Regions from separate parts of the Mus musculus genome. Here region 1 is linked to region 2. Evidence: chromatin contacts called from public promoter capture Hi-C data. All regions are on one chromosome and are shown on one strand. Each heading gives the region's core, a stretch centred on a gene start, on an enhancer-like site or on the middle of the called end of the contact. The rest is flanking DNA. Distances are from core to core; before and after follow the strand shown.

Region 1 (7,197 bases), core at 2,394-4,893, 120 kb before region 2:
TCTAGTACCTCTACATTCCTCCAGTCCACCCATTCCCCCACTTTCCTGTGTCACTTACCCAAACCTTCCCATAAAGTTTCCAAATCTCCTTCCCTTTCTTTCTGTTTGTCTCATGACCCTATTTCTAGTTCCTCTTAAATCTATTGCTTCAGTCAATCTTAGCAAGGGGATTTACTGACTGGTTCCACTCTGGGGTAGGGAGAAAGAGAAGAGGATTTTACGTTCCCTCTGTATTTTGTGTGCCTCCCTCCCACCTAAAGGAAACATGGCCACAGGGCATCTTTCAAACAACTTTAAATACCAAATATACTTGCTCCAACTTCCATTTTCACCTTCAGCTTGGACTCCTGACTTGTCTGACAAGTGTTTTCCTGCACAATGGACCTGTCATTTGGAAGTTTAACACCTGCACAACTGATGCTGACCTCAGGTCTTCCTCTCTCCCACTGCCACATCCTCCTCCACTATAGAAGCAGAAACCCCATTAGTCTGTTGTTCTGCCCATACATCTTACAATCATCCCTAACCATTCTTCCATACCTGACTACTCCAGTTTAGCAGCAACCACACCAGACTCAAGCCACTCTGACCACTTCTGCAGCCAACACGGCAATCAGTGTAAAACTCAGCTTAGCTCAATTTGCTCCTGACTCAAACTTATCTCATTAAAAATAAAAATTAGAAGCCAGGCACCTGGGAGGCAGAGACAAGTAGATCCCTGTAATGAGCACAGGAAAAAAGGAAGGAAGGAAGGAAGGAAGGAAGGAAGGAAGGAAGGAAGGAAGGAAGAAAGGAAGAAAGGGAGGGAGGGAGGGAGGGAGGGAGGGAGGGAGAGAGAGAGAGAGAGAGAGGAAAAAAAGCCTTTTAGACATTACACCAAGAACTCAGTTACATCTCTTACTCAAGATAACCAGACACAGTCCTAGAACCCCAGGATGCCCATAAGATGGTATATAAGCAGAGACCAAGAGCAATGCTCTGCTCTGTAATTCTGGAGAGATGCCACTGTGATCTGTTTGGTGGCTGTAGAGTCTCCCCAAGGATGCTGACTGTTCAATCAGAAACTTCTGTTAGAGACTGGACCTGACTTTCAGCTAAGATAGGTGGAACAGGTGAGCAGCTTTGGTGAAGATAGGCTTAGGACCATAGTTAGGAATTTAAATGTGAACCTTGTGTAATGACCCTCAGCGTAATAAAATATAACTTTTGTATACTATGTAATAAAATATAACTTTTGTATACTATGTAATAAAATATAACTTTTGTATACTATGTGTATCTACCTTCTTGCTTGGGACAATCTCTGTGAGTTCAAGGCTAGCCTGGTCAACAAGGCAAGGTCCATGACATCCAGGGCTGTTACACTGAGAAACCTTGTTTCGAGAAACCAATTTGAAAAAAAACAGTAAAAGAGACAGTTAAAAGTAGAGCCAGGTGGTGGTGGTATAGGCTTTTAATCTCAGCTCTGGGAGGCAGAGGCAAGTGGATCTCTGAGTTCAATGCCAGCCTGGTCTATAGAGCAAGTTCCAGAACAGTCAGGAATACACAAAGAAATCCTGTACAGAGACAGAGAGACAAAGAGACGAAGGAGTGAGTTGGGGAGGAAAGAAAAGGAAGGGTGGAAGGAAGGAATCTGAACTTTTAATCCCAGCCCTCAGAAGGCAGAGGCAAGCAGATAGCTATGAGTTCAAGTCCAGCCTGATACAAGGCCACAGAATGAGACCCTGTCTCAAAAAAAAAAAAAAAGTAAAAGTAAAAAATAGATGGTTCAGCAGTAAAGAATTCCGGCTGCACTTGCAGAGCACATGGGTTTGACTCTCAGTCCCACATGGTGGTTCACATCCTTCAGTACCTCTAGTTCTAGCAGACTCCTTGATGGGCACTAGGCATAAATATGATGGGCATATGGATATGCAGGCAAAACCTGGTCACTTTATGATTAAAATGGAAAAAAAAAATAAGTCTTTACAAAGTCCCACAATGACCTTGTCTCATCTCTAAGCACTCCTATTTGCCCCTGGAATTGGCTAGTATGCTCCAATGGCCTTTCCATGTAGCTTAGCCTCACTCACATACCTTTTCTGTGAACAGCACTAGATCTCCCATGCACACCACCACCCCTACCCATTCCATTTCATTGGCTTATCCTTTTTCTAGAACTTTCTATCACCTGGAAAATACTTTTTTCCCCTTGGGACAGGTGCTCACTGTGTCACTCTGATTAGTCTAAAACTCACTATGCAGACCGGGATTAAAGCTGTGTGTGTGTGTTTGTGTGTTCTTTTCGGAGACAAGAGTCTTGCTCTGTAGTACAGGCTGGCCTCCAACCCAAAGCAACCTTCCTTCCTCAGCTTCTCTAGCACAAGGATTAGAAACGTGGGCAATCACAGTTGGGGTTTGTTTTGTTTTCGGGTTATAGTTTGGTTTTGTGCTGCTCAAGATCCAATGCAGGGCCAAAAAATGCTAGGTTGTTTTTGGGCTTTGGAGGATGTTGTCTGTGTGTTGCAAAGAGTACCATGCCCTCTAGGATTGCAGCAAACTCACTAAATAGCCAAGGCTGGCCTTAAACTCCTGATTTTCCTGCCTTCACCCCACCTCCACTGCTGGAATTAAAGGTACAGGCCACAAAACTGGGCTCAAAGTACAATTAAACTTAGTGTAACATTCTCACCTGCCAAGACAACTACCATAAAGCCAATGTTCTTGTTCTCAAATTTCAATTCAAACAATAATTTTAATGAAGTCAGAATATTTGCATCTGACTCAAATACTCGGTATCAAGGACCCAAGATACTTATCAGGTGAATTCTAGAAGGCTTTAGATAGTCAACTGCTCCTGGGGTTCTGACTAGTGAAGACTTGCTATGCTTTCTCAGTGAAAACAATGCTACATGCTTTGGGAGAAAAACCTACATGCCACCCAGATTCTTAGGTTCCTCAAGTTTATATTCTTTGAGAGCAATTTCAACAAAGTAACTAAATAAACGAAAGTGTTCTACTAACAGAAAAATGCATTTGTTAGTATTAAGTACTAAAATTAAACTGAGACTCAAAGAACTGCATCGAAGAGAAACAGTCTGCGTTTAGATAGAATCAAAAAGCACCGAAACAATTACGATTTAAATAAAATGCAAGTCCTTAACTTGAGCTCCAGACTCGATGCTACATTTCCTACCTTAGTAAGGAACTGACATACTAACTACCCAAAGGGACAGCTAGACTGCCCAAGGGCTCCCGGGCCGGTGTCTCGCCAACCCCACCTCCGCCCAGCGGCACCGCCTCCCCCGCCATCCCTCCGGGTGCGCTCTTTACACGGGCCGCTCGCCCGCAGCCCCTGCCCCTGCCCGGTCCCACTCCCGCCCCACACTTCCACGCCCGGGACACACATGAGCCCTACCCGAGGTGCCGGCTCTGCTCCGGCTTCCCGCAGCGCGAAAGCCGCTCGGTCGGGTTCTGTCTGCCGGGATCACACTGTCCTGCAGAGGCGCAGGAGCAGAAGTCCCAGTGCGCGCGCAGCCGCACAGTGCTGCCGCCCGGGTCAGAAAACAGCCCGACGGGCACTTCCGCCCTCGGAACCAGAGTGAACCGCAGCGCCGGGCGCCCACCGTAGGTCCAGTCACCCTCGGCGCCCGGAGATGACGTCACCAAGACCACGTGGCAAGCGCTCCGCCCTCCGAGCGCGGCCCAACCTGGCAAGACCTGAGTTGCTCCTGAGCGTGCGCAGACACACAGGGAGCGCCTGAACTCGGAACGAGTTTGCCGGTTTTCTTCTTGGATGGACAGAACGCAGTCGTTGGTGTTCCCGGTTGTCAGTGTGACAGTTGTGGAAGAACAGAGAAATAAAGGATCCTGAGACATCGGCTGCCGTGGTAGCAGCATTTTTCTCTTCCTCACAAAACAGTATTGTAAAAACCTTACTTTTAAGGGTGGTTGGGATGGTTTAATTTAGTTGGGTTAGAGTCAGGACAGGGGTATCAAGCTGCAAGTCTGGGACTTAACTAGGTATCTCGTGTTCCTCAGTCTCCCAAGTGCTAGAACTGCAGACGTGAGCCACCACACCCGGCTTTCAAGGTAAACCACATTCATTTGCTCGGTAGAACCTCCCCACTCCTGTAGGACCACAGTAGGCATTAGTGGCTGTATTTAACCCCAGTTGGTAAAAGTACCAAAACCTCCCTCACCTCTAAGAGTACCTTTCCTACTCTTATTGCTTTGAAAATAAAACAAAACGTAAAGAGTACTTGATCTGGGTCTTCACTCACCAAACATTTTAACACCCTCCTCCTCGTCCTCCTCCACCTTCTCTTCCTCCTTCTCTTCTCCCCTCTTACTCTTCTCTTTCCTTCCCCCACCCGGAGAGGATGAGGTGTCCAACTAGATCCTAAGAGATGGTAAATGGAGCCCCGGGAGCTGCAGTTACAGGCAGTTGTGAGGCACCCAGTGCAGGCACTGGAAATGATTTTAGTCTTTTGCGAGATCAGTGAGCACAATTAACTCTTAACTACACTGATCTGTAGGTATTTCTCCAGCCTTTTTTTTTCTTTCCTTTCTTCCTCCTTTTTTGGGTTTGAGACAAGCTCTCGTGCAACGCTGACTGACCTCAAACTCTATGTATAATCATGGATACTCTTTAACCCCCATCCTCCGATCTGACCTTGAATTTACCATCCTTCTGCTTCAATTTCTCTACTGGAATTTCTGCCACGACACTTTGCTCTGTCAGCAGCGGCAGAGCCTGGCTAGAGCCATGAATCTAAATAAAGGCAGTGTTACCTGAAGAAACCCAAGAGGGTCTTGTCAGACTTCTGTTGAGGAGAAGCTGGGTTGGCCTTCATAAGGCTCCACCTAATGTAATTTGGTGCCATTCTCTGGTTATCCTGGGTGTGGACCTTGTACCAGTGTCCACGTCCTGGCCAGTACTTAATAAAACTTGCTCCAAATTTGCCTCAAACTTTGTTGTAGTGATCTTGCTCTTGTCCCATGAGTTTGACACCTTTCTTTTGTGAGGTTCCTTGAGCCTTGGAGGAGATGGTGTCCCTTTTATGGCTGAGCATACAATAGTCATTTATTTTCAGTGCTTAGACCAGGTATGATTTCAGCTAGTAACTGATTACTGAGTTTAATATAGTAGAGATTTCTGCTTTGAGTAGGTGGAGTGTGTTGGAATTCTGTCTAAACTCCACCCCCACAGTTCCTGCCAGCAGCCAGGTATGCTCCTCCTCACAGTTACCTGGCAACAGCTAGATAGGCTTGGCCCAGTATAAAAGGGATTGCTTGACCCCTCCTCTCTCTTACCCTCCTACTCTCTTGCCTCTCTCTTAGGTCTTGCCCCCTTGCTCCCATTCCCCACCCTCACCCCCCATGTAGCCATGGCTGGCCTCTGCTTCTCTCCTCTCTCCTTCTCTCTGTCTCTGCTACCCTTTTAACTCCCCTCCCCATGCCCTAAATAAACTCCGTTCTATGCTATGCCTGTGTGTGGTCTCTGGGGGGGGGGGGGGGGGAGGATGCCATGGCATGGGCCCGCTGAGGTGTCTCCTTCACCCACACCCCGCCAGAACATACCTTAATAGCTCTTTCTCTTTTTGCATCGCGACTCGGATCTAGAAACTCTGCAGGTTTGCATCCCACCCCAGCTACCGCAAGAGATCCACGCTCGTTCGCTAGCCCAGATCTGGTAAACCCCCCATTCCCACTGGTCAGCATGACTATCTACATGGCCCCAGAAAAGATTTCTTGAGCTCAGAACTACCCCTCTTTTGAAGATCCTTTCCCTTGGGTGAGATTTCCCTCTCCTTTTTCTTGAGGCTGAGAATTCCAGGCCAGGTCTGGGAACCCCCCACATGTCTCGCCCTTGGGTCAGTCTGCTATAGCTTAGACTTTCCCCTAACCTCCTCTCATCTGCAGCCTGCTGTTCCAGCTGCTTTGCCTGAAAAGCAAGTTTGGCTCCGCCCCTGCCACAGATCCTGCTTGCTGCCCTCCCCTCTCTCCTTGGCTCTATTCTCCATGTGAGAGGGGTGGATCTGGCTCCAAAATGCTGCCTTCCCGCCTCTTTCTCTCTCTCTGCTTCTCTGCCTGAGACTTGGGTGGATGTGCCACAAGTGTATTGCTAGGATACTTTGGGCCCTTACTCTCCCCTGCCCACATTGGGCCCCAGCAGTGGCGCAGCCACCCAGGGCTGCATGACCTGCGGCCCCTCTGCTTCAGCCACTGCAGGCCGGCTGCTTTCTCCCCGACTCAAGACCCAGTCCCCAGCCTCTGCCATGTGGGTTACAGGCACAGTCAGAGGGGCCCAAACCAACCACTCAGTTCCACATTTTCTGCTACCAGACTGCAGAAGCCCACAAACACACACCGGCATATTGATTGGTAAAGAGTTTTCCGGTTGGCAAGAGGGATCCTAGATGCCCAAATAGTGCCTGGCCAGCCTCTTCTGCCCCGGTTCTTAAGACCGGCCTCCTGGCTTACCTACAAGTTAGGACATAGGACCAAAGGCAATTCATAAACCCTTTTGGCTCATGCAGCTGGCCGGAAATTCCTGGTATCAGGTTGAATTACTTTTGCCTGCGGCCGTGGCCTCTAGATTTTCACTTGACGACCTGAATTTCTAGTTTGACTTTACTGACCGCCACTGACCTTTACTCAGGATGCTGGAACGAAAGGTTCAGTGACCCTCTCATCCCCTGTCATCCAATGGATGCTAAATTGTCCTCAAACATATGTTTTAAGGGATCTTCACACATACTGCTAGCAGTCTGGTAAATGAGAAAAGGCCCAAGCACTTACCTGTCCATGCTGCCTCCATGCTTACTTTATGAAACACGCTTAAACCTGCTGGGACAAACTCGTTTTCTGTCACCAGGATTTTATGCCACTGCTGCCAGCTCTCTTAGGCTGGTTCTAGCCATATGCCTCTTTGCTAACGCTACCTAAGGTTCTCATTTCTATCCTTTCTCAATATGATTTTTACTACTGTCACTGAATTCTACTCAGTTATAACCAATCTATATAGGGCTCAATCTTGTCAGAAATCTGTTAACAATAAGGTTGTGACAGAAGCTGTGACCACGAGGGCTCAGAAGATGTGGTCGCAGCTACAGGATGCTGCCTGGATTGTGATATGGTAACCACTGAACTACGAAATGAACAACACTGGATACCCTGAATTAAATAACTTAGCCAAAACCAAGGTGTCTTAGT
Region 2 (7,423 bases), core at 4,133-6,632:
TCTTGAGTGAAAGTCCTTGTTCCAAAGGTGCGTACTAGCATGGGTTTCCGAAGGTTTCTCCTCTTTCTAATGAAAGGTACAAAGTTTGCCAGTTTGGACAAATTCCCCACTGTATTCAGTTCCAACTTCTTGATGAACTCTGGCTGTAGAAATTTTAATGCATTCCTGACCTTGGACACTTTTACTGCTCTGATCTCCAACTTCTCACAGCACAGATGCAGGAAGTTCTTCCTCTCCTTTGCCCACTCCAACAACAGTGTTTAGTGTTTATCTTCATGCAGAGAAGACATAAAGGAAAGGTCATGGAACAGCCTCAGACACTGTTTCCTTGTTCTTGAGTGGCCCTCCACTATTGGCTTCTTAGGCATAGTTCCTACTAAGTGGTCTCTACCCTCTCTCCCATCCTGCATATCTGAGGAAGCATGGTGTTGTTCATCCCTGAAGTCAACGTTTTTAAGCCTGCACATCCGGGGGCGATACTTCCATTTCAGCCATGTGTCTACTCTATCCAGTATAGCCTGGAAGGTCTGAAAGTTGGGTTTATTAATCAGCAACCCAACATGAAGGCAAGCATAGAGCCAGTACTCCACCAGGATCGTAATTGTCTATGCTTTGGCCTCCTTGAACAGAGGTGGGAAGAATTCCCTTGTTAGGTACTCCGTATCAGAGACGGTCAATACTTCATTCCTCACCAGGCTCAGTGAAGCCTGATTCTGGAGTGTGGGTGGGGCACGGACCATTCTGATGGATCTTTAGGGAGATGATCCTGATTAGGGCACAGGTGACAGAGTCCTGGGATCAGAGTGTCTTCTCTCGAACATCATCTTTTTAATAAATGAGTGCTATAAAACTCTTTATGACATTCAGAGTAGCTTTAAAAGTCCATGTTCTGTCTACCCAAATAATTTTTAAAAGATTTATAATTTATCTAACCTAGGCGAACACTTGCAAATAATTTGAGTTAAGTTTCCATTTTCTTATTTAGCCTCTTGGACATAATTGAATTTTTATGTAGTGAATAGTCTGGGATTTTCCATTGCTTCTCAATTATTGTACACCTCAGAGGTCCAAAATAAGATAGAAATCGAGTTAGCTGCTTTTGATTTTATGTTATGTCATTAATTTAAAAATATCCATAAATTATAAAATGAAAAAAGTGCCTTCAACTAGCACTATTTGGTTAGCTCCTGAGTCTGCCAGGCAGTTTTGGCCTGGGGCAGCTGCAATGTATCTAACTCCATCTTCCATACACCTGGACCACTGTGTGACTTATGTGGAGGCTGACTGGTCTCAGACAGCCTCACATATGTAATGGTTGGCTATCTGTTGTCTATTGATGATGATTGCAAATTCTCCACACACCTCTTAACACTCACAGGCAACTCCAGACACACAGCAAGAATCCAAAAGGAAGTCAGGTGTGATAGCTCATGCCTGTAATCTCCTGCAGTACCAGGAAGCTGACATAGGAGTATTGCTATGAATTTGAGGCCAGCCTGGTCTATCTAGCGATCCCAAGCCAACCTGAACTGTAGGGCAAGATTATCTCTAAACAAACGTGCAGATGAGAGATTCTTAGAGAAGCAGTGACCTACATTCCGGTGTTCAAGTTCTGCCTACGTTATATTTGCTGATGAGGAAGCTTTCCTGCCCAATTTAAGGATCAAGGAAGAAAAGGTTTATTTGTGGGGTGTGTGGAGAATTATGGGCATTTCTATAGACTGTCAGATTAAAATGAAATTCAAACAAGATTTGATAGAGAAAAAAGAACCAGTGTTGGTTGAAGGGGCCTTGCCTCTGAGATAGGTCAGATATCTGGGCAGAGGGAAGAGTCAACCATATACCTTCTCACATGCTGTTCTGACCTATGACCTCCAGATTCATTTTTTCAATGAATTCCTAAATTAAATCTACCTACGGAGTCTCCAGGCTTCAATATGTTCAAAACCAAGCTTGCTTTCATATGCAAAGACTAGTCTTTCTCCAGTATTTCTGTTTTAGGCTAATGCTGTCTATGTGCCTAGGCTGGAAGACTCACTCCTTAGTAACCCTTTCTTATCTCTCCCTCCTCACTCACTTACAGGTCCTGGATTCCATCTCATAAAGTTTTGTTCCACCAAGGGAATTCTGTGTGTGTGTGTGTGTGTGTGTGTGTGTGTGTGAGAGAGAGAGAGAGAGAGAGAGAGAGAGAGAGAGAGAGAGAGAGTAGCTCTTAGGCATCATTTCCTTCCTTCTACACTGAGTCCTGAGAGTATACTCAGGTCACCAGGTGTGTATAACAAGATACTTTACTTGCTGAGCCATTTTGCCAACTTTGTTCCTTCTTTAAAAACATGTGTGTGTGTGTGTGTGTGTGTGTGTGTATACACACATGTGTGTGAGGGTATGCTTATGGAAGCAGAGTTTTTGAAACAGGGTCTCTGAGTGGAGCAAACACATCCCTGACCCATTCTCAAGTCCCCATTTCCTTTTCTTTATGGGCCCCATCTTCTGACTTTCTGCAGAATACTCTAAGGTGGCCTTAGTCGACTCAACTTAGATTTTCTTCCAACTCTGAGCCGTTCAGGGAAGCCTTCTTTGTAAGAACCAAGCTTGTTCACATCACGTCTCTGCCTAAGAATATAACTAGGTCCTGTGCTATTTGTCTTTCCGCCAGTCTGACACAGACCTAATACAATCAGCTTACAGAGAGGTGGGGCTTGTTCTGGTCCACTCCATTGAAGTCATGGTGTATGTTCAGTTGGCCCCCTGCTCTTGGGGCTGGTGCTAGGCCGCCCAGGGTGATGGCAGAGGAAGACCACTCGGCTCATGCTATAAAACAAAAGAGAAAGACAGAGCAGGGCCTAGGATTCTCTCCTTCGTGGATGCGCCTATGATGGCCGGGAGACCTCCTAACACTTAATGGGCCCATCAGTTTCAAATTGCACCATAATAGACTCTGAACCTTCACTATACTGAACCTTCACTATATGGTTGGGGGAATACGTAAGATCCAAACTACAGTTCTATTGCCTGTGGAGCCAAGGCTGGGTGCTGCAGGAGCCTGATTTACAATGAGCTCTCCGTCCAGCTCTGCCTGACTGACCCATCTCGTGCCCTTTTCTACAGCTTCCCTATCAACAACACATGGCCTTTTGCAATCCTTGCCTTTGGCCAATCTTGTTTATTCTCTTCCTTGGATATACACCCTCTCTTCTCTCTCTGGTAAATTCTTATTCATTATTCATCAGTGACAAACTCACAAACTGGTCACCTCCCTGTTGATGAGCCACCAAGACACAGTCACTTTGGAATTCCTATACCTGGTTGCCCTTTGCTCTAGAAGTGGCCATTGTTCACACACTGACCATACCACATGGCTTCTTTGAATACCTTCTCTGTTCACCAATTTTTTTTTTTTTGAGCCACCATGTCATTAATGGGGATTTCGATCAAGCCCTCTGGAAAAGCAGCCAGTTCTCTTAACCACTGAGCCATCTTTCCAGCCTGCCAAATTTTAACCACATGGATTCCTTTTCTCTGAGGTGGAACCTGGAAAGCCAACATTTTCCTTGTAGTTAGCAAGCAGCTAAAGGACTCAGATTCAAATTAGGTGTAAAATAGATTTAAAAACTGGAATTTGGGGACTGGATAATGGCAAGATGGCTCAGCGGTTAAGAGCAGTCCACTGCTCTTCCAGAGGTCCTGGGTTCAATTCCCAGCAACCACATGGTGGCTCACAACCATCTGTAATGGGATTTGAGTCCCTCTTCCTTCATGCAGGTGTACATGCAGATAGAACAAACGCACACACATAAATACACAAACATAATATATATGTGTGTGTGTATGTGTGTGTGTGTACAGATCTTTTAAAATTTGGAATTTTTTAAACACTTTTGAAGAAACATGAAAATGCTACAAAACCATTTGTTACCTTGTCCCTGCAGGATTCACCAGTGCTGAGCATATATGCACATCCTCTTACTGAGTTTGAACCCCTGTGTGTGTCTCCAATAGAAATGAATGCTTATGTCTGAGGACCACACCAGCTTTACTTATAATAACTCCAACATGAAAACAATCTATATGTCCACCCACAGTTGACTATGGGATAGTCATACCATGCAATAGGAGTACACATTTTTTAATGGCCAGAAGCAAGAATATAAATAATTTTCACACACTAATACCGAGTGGAGGTATTTTCTTTCCTTTTGTTGTTGTTTTGTTTCATTTTTGTTATGTTTTTTGGTTTGTTTTGGTTTTGGTTTATTGAGACAAGGTTTCTCTGTGTAGCTCTGGCTGTCCAGGAACTCACTCTGTAGACCACCAGGGTGGCCTGAAACTTACAGAGATCTGTCTGCCTCTGCCTCTCAAGTGCTGGAATAACAGGCATGTGTTCCTGGGCCCACCATGATTTGTATGCTTTAACCACAATGTAGTCTATATCTTGTAACAAACGTAAAGAAAATAATGGAATAATAATGCATGTTCTCTGGATGAGTAAGTGAAGGATTGAAATCATGAGCTGCATCTGCAAAGAAGCGAAGAAGAAGGCTTTGCAGCGTGGTGGCATTCCGTTTTAGAGCAGTGGTCTTAAGCCTCTTCGTATGTTAATGATGTCCAAAGGATTGTTACTGAACTTCCTTCGCTTAATACCACTGCCTTTGCATATTAGTGCTGCTTAAGTAAAGAAAGTTACTAGCAGTAAAAGATGTGACGCATACCTTATGGGTCTGACGTTCAATTCACTGTGAGGCGTATATTGAGCCCTTTCAGAACTGCAAAGCTTCGCTAATGTCCTTCTCCGTGTGGTTTTTAATCCCTTGATGCTTTACGGGATGCGAATCCAAACTAATTCTTCAGACTCTTGAGGAGAGTGGAGAAGTTGGCACTCCCGTGCTTACAAACAGCATCACAAACCGCCCAGCACGTGATTGCCCAAACCACCCAGAGTGAAGGAGTCCTAATTGCTGGGCGGCCTGGACAGGGGACGTGCCTCTCCCATCCTTCTCCAGATGGGGTTGGCTAAGCAGCCACTCACCCAGCCAGCCGGATTGCCAAGAGCTGCCAAGGAACTCCAGTGGGTGACCCACTGCAGCTGCACCCCTGCTATTACAGAAACCGGACCAGGCTCCGGTTGGGGGGGGGCAGTTCCCGACATGTCCGGTAGGGGGCGGCGCTGCGCCGCATCCGGGGGCGAGGGGCGGGATTGTGGTACCCGAGGCTCCCGAGACCTCTGCACCTGGCCGCGCGGGGGCACTGTGGAGCGACCCAGCCAGCTCCCGCCTCCCAGCCTTGCTTAGTCGCTGTCCTTTAACCCTCCACTGTCCCTCGCAGGGGCAAGGGGGCGGGGTCCGGCGCCGAGCGTGATAGGGCAGGCAAGCGAGCGCCCAGGTGAGTTCTTCCAGCACCGCTGGGCCCCGGGGAGGACTGAGTCTGAGCCCGCAGAAGAGGCACAAGAGGAGATGCCGTTGTCGCCACCATCGCAGGGCGACCCCAGGGAGGCCAGCCCGTCCAAGGCCCCCAAGAAACACCCCACCTTCCATATCTGGCGCTCCAAGAAGAAGCAGTCTCCATCGTCCAGCTGTGGGGTGTTTATCCCTCACCCGCCCGGGGCTTTCGGGGAGACCAGGTAAGCGCTGAGTGTTCCGATCCCCTCCTGCTCCGTGGCTCAGCCGGTTTTGCAAAGTTCGTCCCGCCCCGAAACTATACCACAGGGTCCAGGACCCTCAGCCTGTACTCTAGAGTCTCATTCATGGGACCTTAGTTTTGACTTTCTTAAGTCTGCACCTGCAGCTGAGAAAAGCAGGGCAGCCAAGGGTTGGAATCAAAAATGAATGCCTTTAGGAATGCCTTGGAGCTCTGGAAATACTCTAATTTTAGCGCCTTAATCGTAAAGTACCTCATGTTCATGGATATTAGTCTCCACTATTCTCACAGATCCAGAGGAGGAGGAAGTAGAGGGGCTAGCTGACTCTATTAAATGGATAGAGAAAAGGTGGCCTTGGGGTAAATGTCCCCCAGAGACTCAGTGAGTAGCCAAACCAGGGAGTACCTCGTTCTTAAAATATAAGGATTGCGACTGTACCTTAGTGACAGGGTGCTGGCCCAGCTTGTGACAGTCCCAAGGTTCACGTCTCAACACCAAAAGGAAAAAAACTTGGCTCCTGTTTTAAATTATACATAGATTGTGTGTGTGTGTGTGTGTGTGTGTGTGTTGGTTTTATTGTGCATGTGTAACTTTCAGTTATCCTATCAGAATTGATGGTTAGTTTCCTGTCTATCAAAATGTAATAACACACGACTCTTGGTATTTTATTCAAGAGAAAACAAACTGATACCAAAGTGACAAGTAGATTTTCCTTCTCGAACCTTTCTGTGTTTTAGGCCATCAGGAAACACTTCATTCTGTCCTTCAGAACTCCGAGGAACTCTGTGTTAACAAAAGCTCTGGAAACAAATGTACTTGCCAGCCCTTGGGATATTTTTCTAGTCTGGGCATCTTTACAAGCATTTCACTCCACCTGGGAGGAAGTTCTAGAAGTTCAAAGCAGACGGCCAGATGATCAGTGCAGCTTCCACTGCGCCCAGGTCCTAGCACAGACTTTATTGTTGTTGTTTTCATTATCACTTAGAGTCCCAGGTTTAGCCCAGACCCAACGGAACCTTCACCCTCATTCCACAGCCTTCCGGGCACTGGGAATTCAGGCTGTGTTGCCATCACAGCTTCCTTCCCCATCCCTCATCATCTCTAGAACATTCTTAATACCGAATATGCTATAAGTGCTGTATACGTGGTGGTGAAATATCTTACTTAGGAAATAATGTCAAGGAAAAATAGTTGTATAGACAATACAGATACAGTATTTTTCACTAGTATTTTCTCTCTATTTTTAAATTTAGTATTTACTTTTAATGGTGTGTGTGTGTGTCTGTCTGTGTGTGTGTGTGTGTGTGTGCACGTGCGCATTGCACAGACACCCTAGGACATCAGGTCCTTTGGAACTGCTGTTACAGGCTGTTCTAAGCTGCCAGATTCAGAGGTTCAGCATAAAGAATGTGGGTTCTCTACATCCTTTACCACTGAGCAATCTCTTCCCTCTCTGGTATTTTCAATGTTTGCTTGAGATGTGGAAGTTGATGGTATGAGAAAACAAAATAAAACCTCTCTACTGCCCACCCCCCTATCAGGGTTTGGTATCGTCCACAGTTTCAGGTGTCCAGTGGGCTGTCTTGAAATTATCTTCCCTCGTCTCAGGATAAAGGAGACTACTATGTTACTTGTCTCAAACATGAGTTTAAAACTCGTATAAAAGCAAAGCTATAGAGGGAGAAATGGGAAGTAGGGTAGGATGGGGAAGTGCCTCTTTTGCTAGAAGAGCTGACCATTGCTAAGATACCTTACGGCTCCAGATTTTCTGTATCCTGTGAATGAACA

Evidence for each region. Promoter capture Hi-C pulls out the DNA fragments that hold promoters and counts their contacts.
Region 1: a contact with region 2 is called in a promoter capture Hi-C map of embryonic stem cells, with 5 times the contacts expected there. The contact joins the promoter of Atg5 here to the promoter of Crybg1 in region 2. A contact is called at or near these places in 3 of 39 promoter capture datasets (embryonic stem cells, liver and stem cell-derived epiblast-like cells), 1 of 115 datasets of contacts at active chromatin or transcription factors (embryonic stem cells) and 1 of 9 other capture datasets (adipose tissue).

The regions. Positions count from the first base shown.
Region 1 is chr10:44,264,785-44,271,981 of GRCm38.p6, reverse strand. Atg5 (autophagy related 5) reads right to left here and starts at 3,643. Exons shown (of 8, transcript NM_053069.6): 1 at 3,398-3,643. It overlaps Gm40637 (a long non-coding RNA gene), which reads left to right and starts at 3,780. Exons shown (of 2, transcript XR_871625.2): 1 at 3,780-3,869; 2 at 4,021-4,240.
Region 2 is chr10:44,146,787-44,154,209 of GRCm38.p6, reverse strand. It overlaps Crybg1 (crystallin beta-gamma domain containing 1), which reads left to right and starts at 5,382. Exons shown (of 22, transcript NM_001368305.1): 1 at 5,382-5,617. The coding sequence starts at 5,451. It also overlaps the pseudogene Gm5949.